Linked DNA regions of Hordeum vulgare: region 1 is linked to region 2. The links are chromatin contacts, called in public Hi-C maps. All regions are on one chromosome and are shown on one strand. Each heading gives the region's core, a stretch centred on a gene start, on an enhancer-like site or on the middle of the called end of the contact. The rest is flanking DNA. Distances are from core to core; before and after follow the strand shown. Region 1 holds the start of LOC123447884 (serine carboxypeptidase-like 42). Region 2 holds the start of LOC123447882 (protein transport protein Sec24-like CEF).

What was found. Hi-C and Micro-C count contacts between places; a contact is called where the count stands out from the background.
Region 1: a contact with region 2 is called in a Hi-C map of seedling, with 2.3 times the contacts expected there. The contact joins the promoter of LOC123447884 here to the promoter of LOC123447882 in region 2. A contact is called at or near these places in 1 of 6 Hi-C or Micro-C datasets (seedling) and 1 of 1 datasets of contacts at active chromatin or transcription factors (embryo).

What each region holds. Positions count from the first base shown.
Region 1 is chr4H:62,681,944-62,686,158 of MorexV3_pseudomolecules_assembly, reverse strand. LOC123447884 (serine carboxypeptidase-like 42) reads right to left here and starts at 2,651. Exons shown (of 10, transcript XM_045124598.1): 1 at 2,335-2,651; 2 at 979-1,086; 3 at 784-876; 4 at 607-699; 5 at 434-519; 6 at 62-340. The coding sequence starts at 2,581. LOC123451204 reads right to left here. Exons shown (of 2, transcript XM_045128212.1): 2 at 4,021-4,215.
Region 2 is chr4H:61,870,798-61,875,068 of MorexV3_pseudomolecules_assembly, reverse strand. LOC123447882 (protein transport protein Sec24-like CEF) reads left to right here and starts at 1,298. Exons shown (of 3, transcript XM_045124594.1): 1 at 1,298-2,478; 2 at 2,674-2,748; 3 at 2,835-4,271. The coding sequence starts at 1,444.

The DNA of each region.
Region 1 (4,215 bases), core at 1,402-3,901, 810 kb before region 2:
AACTAGTCACGCAACAACAACCAAAGCTTGTGATGTAAATATCATGAGGAACTAAGCATACATATTTGCGCAGTCGTAGCTCCTGCATCACAATCGATGGGTAACAGACGTCGAGAATGACATCATAGTTGTTGACATATTCTCCAACTATGGCATTTGCCTCCCCAATGGCATCGTTGCATGACTTGCTCTCGTTGTGGGGGTTACCGAATGTGTAATCCTCAAAATCACAACCCTTGTTTATGGCCAGAAATATCTCATCGGATATCATACCATGGGACCAGAAGTACTCATATGTCGCGGGTACATCCCTGTCAAGCTTGAGCAACGGGTTCCCGATCTACTCAAAGGTAATCTCAGAGTTAACAAAATAGTAGTGGTAAGTAGAACAGAGTTGATTCAACAGACGACCGGGCTATGCTTGACTACTTACAGCTACCCCCTTGATATTGAACTTAAAACCTTTTGATTTCTCGTTATGCGTGAGAAGAACATCGGTGAGTTGCGGTATATAATGCCCTGCATTGTTATTAACGCAAAATCACGCACCATGGAAGAGAGGTAACTGCACAGACTCGTGAAGCAGAACTTGAAATGCTTCCTAACCTGCGTAGCTTTCTCCAGAAAGAAACAAGCTTCTTGATCTGTACTTAGGGAACTTCTTATACCATCCCAGCAGAAATTTGTACATATCATCAGCTGCATAGTTGAAGAAACATGCGGTAAGATCAACGCGTTCAGGGTAACTGGTATCCTGTGATGTGCACAAGACTATCGGCTTACCGGTCCGTGCATCTCCTGTATTGTAGTCCGATGAAGTGTTGGAGTAGGACCATCCAACTCCAGCGGGTGATTCAACAAATAGAAGGTTGGACACTGCAAATTAGTATGAAAGATAACGCAACTAAGAGTTAGTAAGATGTACACTTTCTTTCACTGAAACATGTGATCAGATAGATGGTTGCCAAAAGCTCAAACCTTTATTCCACGACTTCTTGTTTAATCTGAGGCCTCTACCATCTCCTCTGGGATAAAACGGGCCGAGCTCTGTAAACGCGCCACCTCCAACGGAAGAACAGCCAGGACCTGAAGATCAGTGAAATTTTGCAGCAGCATACAGTTAGTAATCACATTCCATATGTGGTAGTACTGAGCTGAGATTTTGCAGCAACCTACTCCCTCTGTTTCTAAATATAAGGACCTTTTAGAGATATTAATATAGACTACATATTGATGTGTATAGAAGTATTTTAGAGCGTAGATTCATTTATTTTATATTGTATACAGTCTGTCTTAGAATTCCGAAAAGGTCTTATATTTAGTAAAGGAGGGGAGTACATCAGTGTAGCAAGGCACTGTTACATCAAAGAAAAGAAGCACCCTCTTGGCCTCTTTTGTGTGTGTGTGTGTGTGTGTGTGTGTGTGTGTGGTGTGTGTGGAATGAGAGCAAAAATATGATGCCTCGCTTCTTTTAAAAATCCTCAAGGACCACAACACGCAGAGCCCAATGAGGCAAGGCTCCAAGGGAACATGGTGACCTCAAAGATACCATGTTTCTGCTCGCAAAACTGATTTATTTTCTCCTTGGCGGGTGTGGAGCAGATGACGACTAGCGAATGGGAGGAAGTTGTCTGTGTTTCCAGTTCAGGAAACACCACCTGTCATCATATGACCCCCGATGGGCGAACGAGCACTGAACGTGCAAGAAAGGTAGTACAAGGAAATGTGTAGTATAGGATGGTAGATTAACTTCATTGCTCCAGTCATCAGGCCACTAATCGAACAGTGCTACTACTATTAGCCAGGACAATTCCAACATCATTTTATTTATTTTCGGTGAAACCCCCCCAACTACATAGTCTAAATTTCAAATCTCCGGATGTTAGAAACAATGTATGTTTGTTAGACGTGCAACTTTTACTACTCCCTCTGTCCCAAAATAACTATCACAACTTTGTACTATCGATAGTAGAAAATTGTACTAAGCTTAAGACATTTATTTTGAGACGGAGGGAGTAGTTTCCACCGTAAAAGGAAATCCAGATGGAATGCATATCATGTAGAAATCCCTGCGTCATCCTAACTCCCAACCGCTAAAGTCGCGAGCTAATCAACCACTGGTCCAAACAGAAGGAACGCATTTTCTTTTTTCTATCAAACGGCAGTGCATGCCACTGTTGCTTGCCTCTCGAGCCCAGCAAGAAAATCCAGATGCGAACATAATTCTAAACCAGCAAAGCAAAACATAATCCAGATGTTCAGCAAACTGGCCAAAGAAACAGCAGAAGCAGCAATAACTGGGGAGCAGAGTGCGCAGCAGCAGTAGGTACTGACCTCCGTTGAGCCAGAGCGTGAGCGGCTTGCCGGCGGCGTGGTCCTGCGCCTCCGCGAAGTAGTAGAAGAGGCTCCTCCCGGCCTTGACGTCGACGTCCACGTACCCGGCGAACTGCCTGAACCCCACGGTGGGCTGCCCGGGCAGCCGCGCCACCAAGTCTTCCTCCGGGAACCCGAGCACGCAGCTGCTGGCGGCCCACCAAACCATGGACACCGCCAGCGCCGCAGCTCGCCAGGAGCCCGCCATTGCCGCGAGGACCTCGGGAGCGGCCGGAATTGGGAGAGACGAGGGAGGAGGGAGAGAGAGGTGGGCTGGGTTCTTGGGTCGAGAGTTGGGGGGATATATACCGGGGGCACGCAGCCTTTCCGCCCCTGACGTGGAAACAGCGCGGATTTTTAGTTCGTAGGTTGTTGCGGGTTTAGGTCTGGAAATTCCATTGTTTCCTTTTCCTCAAGATATGCTGAGTTAAACAGATGATAGATTCTTTTTTTTTCCTGCGAAAGAAACGGATGATAAATTCGGCGGTCCTGCACTGATATGATCTCTTAATTGAACCGTTATTTGTGATTTTGGAGGATGTATATGGCACATGTTGTGCCGAGGTGACGAATCTAGACCATCTTTTGAGTCGAACATCGTAAATGTTGCAACGTGTCCAATTATTTACCGTCTGCGACGCCAATGCATAGGCGATTTCGTTGTGGCATGGAGTGATGTTTTTGTCCATGCTACAGTAAATTTCGATTCTATGGTAGTAATAGTATGTCAACAATTTCCCCGTTTTTTCCAAAGCAATCAAGTCGATACTACTATTGCAGCTTGCAGTCAACATCAACATCCAGGGTCGATATTCTTCTAGTGCGTCAAAACAATAGCATCCTTGCAGCTGAGACAAAGAACTTGTTTATCCGCCGGTCTGGTTGCAGTTTTCCTAACCGGGTCGCCGGCCGCTATCTATTTCGCCGTCGACGGAAATATAGAGGGACCGATGGGGGCTGTCTTGTGGCCGACAACATGCAGCAATCCAGCACGAGCAACCACTTCCGGCTACGGGACCAGAAACAGGCGAGGTTACTTGGAAGATGACCACGCCCTAGCTTATCAGTTATCACGGATGACAGGCACACACGTCCTAGTTGATTTTGTTCATTCTCCTATGTCGACATGGAAGAGGATGGCAAGAGCGGCATGGCGAATCACCTGGAGTGAATAGTGTACTGGGAGTACCAGGTAGCCGTTGGGGGTGATAAGAAGCCATTTATTCCCATGCAGTTGGGTCGGTCGCCATTCAATCCCGGTGCGTCAGCAGGCAGGCAGGCTCCGCCCATGGCATTGGCATGGCATGGCACGACGCCCGCAGCTCTGCTCATTCATGACGACAGGTCGTCCTGGATCCCGTGAAACACATTCGGATCCACAGACGCATGCGGGGGCGCATAATTTACCGAGAAAATTGTCTATTTGCCACTTTTAATATAGGGCTTCGTAAAATTGCCACTCTCAAAATTGGCTTCGTAAAAATGCCACCCAGCTTGTATACACTTTGATTACCCTGCCATTTTTTCCTTTCTAATTGCTTTCCTTTTTCTTTTCCATTATCTAGCACCTAAAAGGACCAAAGTACCCCTGATGCTATCTACAAGTAATCGGGCATCAAATCAGCACTTGAACTTGACGAGTGCATGTTGCCAGCTGAGAATATTGTGCTTGCCCCATACCTGATCGGATATCGCCTGAACGTCTTGCGTCCATCGCTGGATGTCTATCTTTGAATAAGCTACAACTAGTGCATGAGAAGTTCAGAACATAGTGCAGCAAGTGGATTATGGACTAATTTGCGGCATTATTCATCTGTCGAATTGTCGCTCAGTTGTTCCTCA
Region 2 (4,271 bases), core at 49-2,548:
CATATTCAGAGAAAAAGAGCATAAGAATTGTATGACAATAAGGGAAAATGGACAAGATCAACACAAATATCAATAGTAATTCATGATGCAAAATGAGCGTATCAAGCACACACCAAGGCTTTGGAGGTTTCCTGGCTGAACATTGCGTCGTCTTATAGTTCAGCCCTTTAGTAGTAGTCACAGAGCGGCTCACCTGTCAGGCCCATAGAGATAGACCGGCGTCCCGAGGACCCCTTAGTCCCGAACTCCCTCACTGGTTAAGCTGCTGCATCTTCTAGCCGAATGGCGACTGTGCGGAGCTTTGGCGCTTCTCTTTGTTAACTCCTTAATTCCTTCCCGGTTATCGTGGGAAAGGGAAGGCATGTTGGTCTCAACCTGATGTTCACTTCTCCTTCCTTCGACAACCTCTATAGTGGTGGCGTGGTTGCGCCAAGTGGTTTCGTCCGTGGCGTCGATGGGCTTGGACTGGCGATGATGCCTTTCTGTCGAACCAAATTGCGTTATAAGTTCATGATCTAGGGTTTTCTGTGTAAAATTCAAGGACTAATATGCAAATTAACTTTTTTGTCGGGTCCTTGTGTAACTTGTACTCATGTTAAAAAATAAGCAAACTTGCTCTGACACAGAGTTGGCCAAACAAGCCGGTCCGGCCCGACCCGTGCTAATCGTGTGTGGTACGACACGACCCATATGGATATGATTAGTAAACGGGTCACGCCATGCTAGCCCACGTGTTGCGCCTAGCAGCCCAGGCACGACCCCTCGGCTAATCGGGTCGCCCCATCGGCATGCTAGGCACAAGTGGGCGATGTACTTTCGGCATGCCAAGCTGCTTTTTTCTTCTATTAGACCGTTTTATAGTCCATACATATAAAATAGTTGTGAATTTTAAAAATAAGACCTCGGCCCAAGCACGTCTCGTGCAAGGCACAACCCGTTTAGCGTGCGTCATGCCATGATGGCGTGCTACCGAGCCGATCTGTCAGCATGTGAGTCACGTCACCCTAAGTGATGTTTGGCCCAGTTTAGGCTACTTATAGCCTATATAACATGCAGGTAATCAAAACAAAAAGAATAAATGAGCCGCGTTGTGCCGGTCCGCGTCCATAACCTCCAGACCCAGGTAAGGCCCGTGGCTTGCCGCGCCCGTGGCTTGCCGCGTGCCCGGGCCGTGCGTCATGCCTGGCCCATGGTGGGCTGTTCTAGCGGGACGGTCTGGCTGATACGGCCCACATGGCCAGCTTTGCGTCCGATGTTCCCACTCTTCCTCCGTTTTTTCTAAGGGACCCCTCCCTTATTTTTAGCGTCCGGGTTAAGTGTTTCCTTTTGTCTGGACGGAGTAGGAGGGAAGAGTCACGTTGTACTCAGACCGGCGTGTTCTCCCCAGATCCCGATCTGCGCTATCGATTGTTCTCGCCGTCGTCGCCGCCGCCGTCGCCTCCCATGTCGAGGCCGCCGCCCCCTTTCACTCCGCAAAACCCTAGCCCCGCCCCCAACCCGGGGGGTCCAGCCTCCACTCTCCCGGCTTCCTTCTCCAACCTCCAGATCTCGCGCGCTCCACCGCCATCTGCTTCCGCCGGGCCGCCGCCAGGGGATGGCCCCTTGCCGCCGTCGATCCGAGGTCCGCAGGCACCCCCTCCTGGAGCCCGCCCGTTCCCTGGCAGTCCGCCGCCGCCGTTGCAGCCGGGCTCGCTCTACGCCCGGCCAGCGGCGCCGGTCCAGCAGTCCCCTCCCTTTGGCGGTCCACCCGCGGCGTCGGTCCATCAGTCCCCTCCCTTTGGCGGCCCACCCGCGGCGCAGCCGTTTCAGCCGCAGCAGAGATCTCCCTTCAATGGTCCGTCGTCCGTGCTGCCGGCGCAGGTGCAACGAGCGCCGTTTGGAGCTCCGCCCGGGCCATCCCAGGCTCGTCCGTTCGGAGGCCCACCTGCTGCGGTGTCGCAGCCTGCTCCTTTCGGGGGCTCTTCTGTAGCACCAGCTCAATCAGCTCCGTATTCAGCAGCTCCGCCACCGCCGTTTGGCGGGCCGCCTGGGGCAGTTCCTCCCCCGGCGTACTCCGGCGGGCCGATCCCCCCGTTTGGGGCTGCCCCCGGGCCCTTGCAGCAGGGTCCTTATGGTGGGCCTCCGCAGTATGGGGGACAGAGACCAGGATTGCAGCCTCCGCCATTTGGGGCTCAGACTGCTCCTGCATCTCAGCCACCACCGTTCATGGGTGTTCCTGGGGCTAATGCACCAGCATTTGGGCCTCCAGGGTGGCAAGGGCAGGCGCGACCAGGAGCTGTGAGAATGCCTGGTGGCATGCTGCCTAATGCACCAGGCCATGGGATGCCGTCCACCCCCACCATGCCATACTCTCCCCATGCTGGAGCCCAGGTCTCTACCCCATCCAATATTGATCCTAATCAGATTCCGCGTCCTATTGCCGAGACATCAGTCGTCATTTTTGAGACCCGGCAAGGTGGCCAAGCAGCTGTTCCACCGGTATGTGTATTTGTAACTAGAAATATCTGTGTCTACTCTGACAATACTGATTCCAGATGCTTCTCAATAATAACTATACTGGTCAATTTCATCAAACAGCATTGCTGCTGATTTTAGGCTGCATCAAGCGAATTTAGATATTTCTCAATAACTATACTGGTTAATTTCATCTAACAGCATTGCTGCTGATTGTAGGCTGCATCAAGCGAATTTATTGTGAAGGATACCGGCAACTGCAGCCCCCGTTTGATGCGTTGCACCATGAATCAGGTTCGATTTGTTTCAATATATTCTGTTTTCCCCTTTGGTCACCATAATTTTCCTTTCTAAACTGCTTCTTTCCCCTGTGCTATTAGATACCATGTACAGGTGATCTCTTGACAACAGCAGCAATGCCATTGGCTTTAATGGTGCAACCTTTTGCTCTTCCTCATCCTTCTGAGGAGGCTATCCAGCTTGTGGATTTTGGAGAGATGGGCCCTGTCAGGTGTTCTCGCTGCAAAGCATACATAAATCCTTTCATGAGATTCGTTGATCAAGGGAAAATTTTCATCTGTAACTTATGTGGATTTAGTAATGATACTCCGAGGGAGTACTTGTGCAACTTAGGGCCTGATGGTAGGCGACGTGATGCTGATGATAGGCCTGAGTTATGCAGAGGAACAGTTGAGTTCATTGCCACCAAGGAATTTCTGGTCCGGGAACCAATGCCAGCTGTGTATTTCTTCCTTGTTGATGTCTCCATGAATGCCGTACAGACTGGTGTAACTGCTGCGTCTTGCAGTGCAATATCCCAGGTTCTTTCTGATCTTCCTGAAGGTCCCCGGACGATGGTTGGAATTGCGACATTTGATTCAACTATTCACTTCTATAGTCTGAAAAATGCTCGACAACAGCCTTTGATGTTTATTGTTCCTGACATCCAAGATGTGTATACTCCACTTCAGATGGACTTAATTCTCCCAGTTTCCGAGTGCCGTGATAGTTTGGAGCAACTTCTGGAGACCATCCCCAGCATGTTTGAGAACAACAGGGTTGCTGATTCAGCATTCGGGGCAGCTATGAAGGCAGGTTTCCTAGCTATGAAGCCCACTGGTGGAAAGCTGCTTGTGTTTCAGTCAGTGCTACCATCAGTTGGGACTGGCTCACTATCTGCTAGGGAAACTGAAGTTAGATCAAATATTTCCACTGGAGATAAGGAAGCACATAAGCTCCTGCAGCCTGTTGATAAGACACTCAAGACAATGGCACTAGAATTTGCTGAGTATCAAGTTTGTGTAGATGTGTTCCTTGCCACACAGTCATACACAGATATTGCTTCGATATCAGTTGTTCCCAGTACCACTGGTGGCCGGGTTTACTACTACTTCCCATTTTCTGCTCTTTCTGATCCAGCCAAAATCTTCAATGATCTCAGATGGAATGTCACTAGACCGCAGGGATTTGAGGCTGTCATGCGTGTCAGGTGCAGTCAGGGGCTTCAAGTTCAAGACTATTCTGGCAACTTCTGCAAGCGTGTTCCTACTGATATTGATTTGCCTGCTATTGACTCTGACAAAACCATAATGGTTACCTTCAAGCATGATGATAAGTTTCAGGAGAATACAGAGTGTGGTTTTCAGTGTGCACTTCTTTACACCACGGTTTATGGGCAAAGAAGGATACGGGTCATAAATATTTCACTTCCATGCACAAGCACGCTCAACAACCTTTTCCGATATGCTGATCTGGAAGCACAGTTCACATATGTTGTTAAGCAAGCTGGAATTGGCATTCCATCAAGTTCTCTGTCC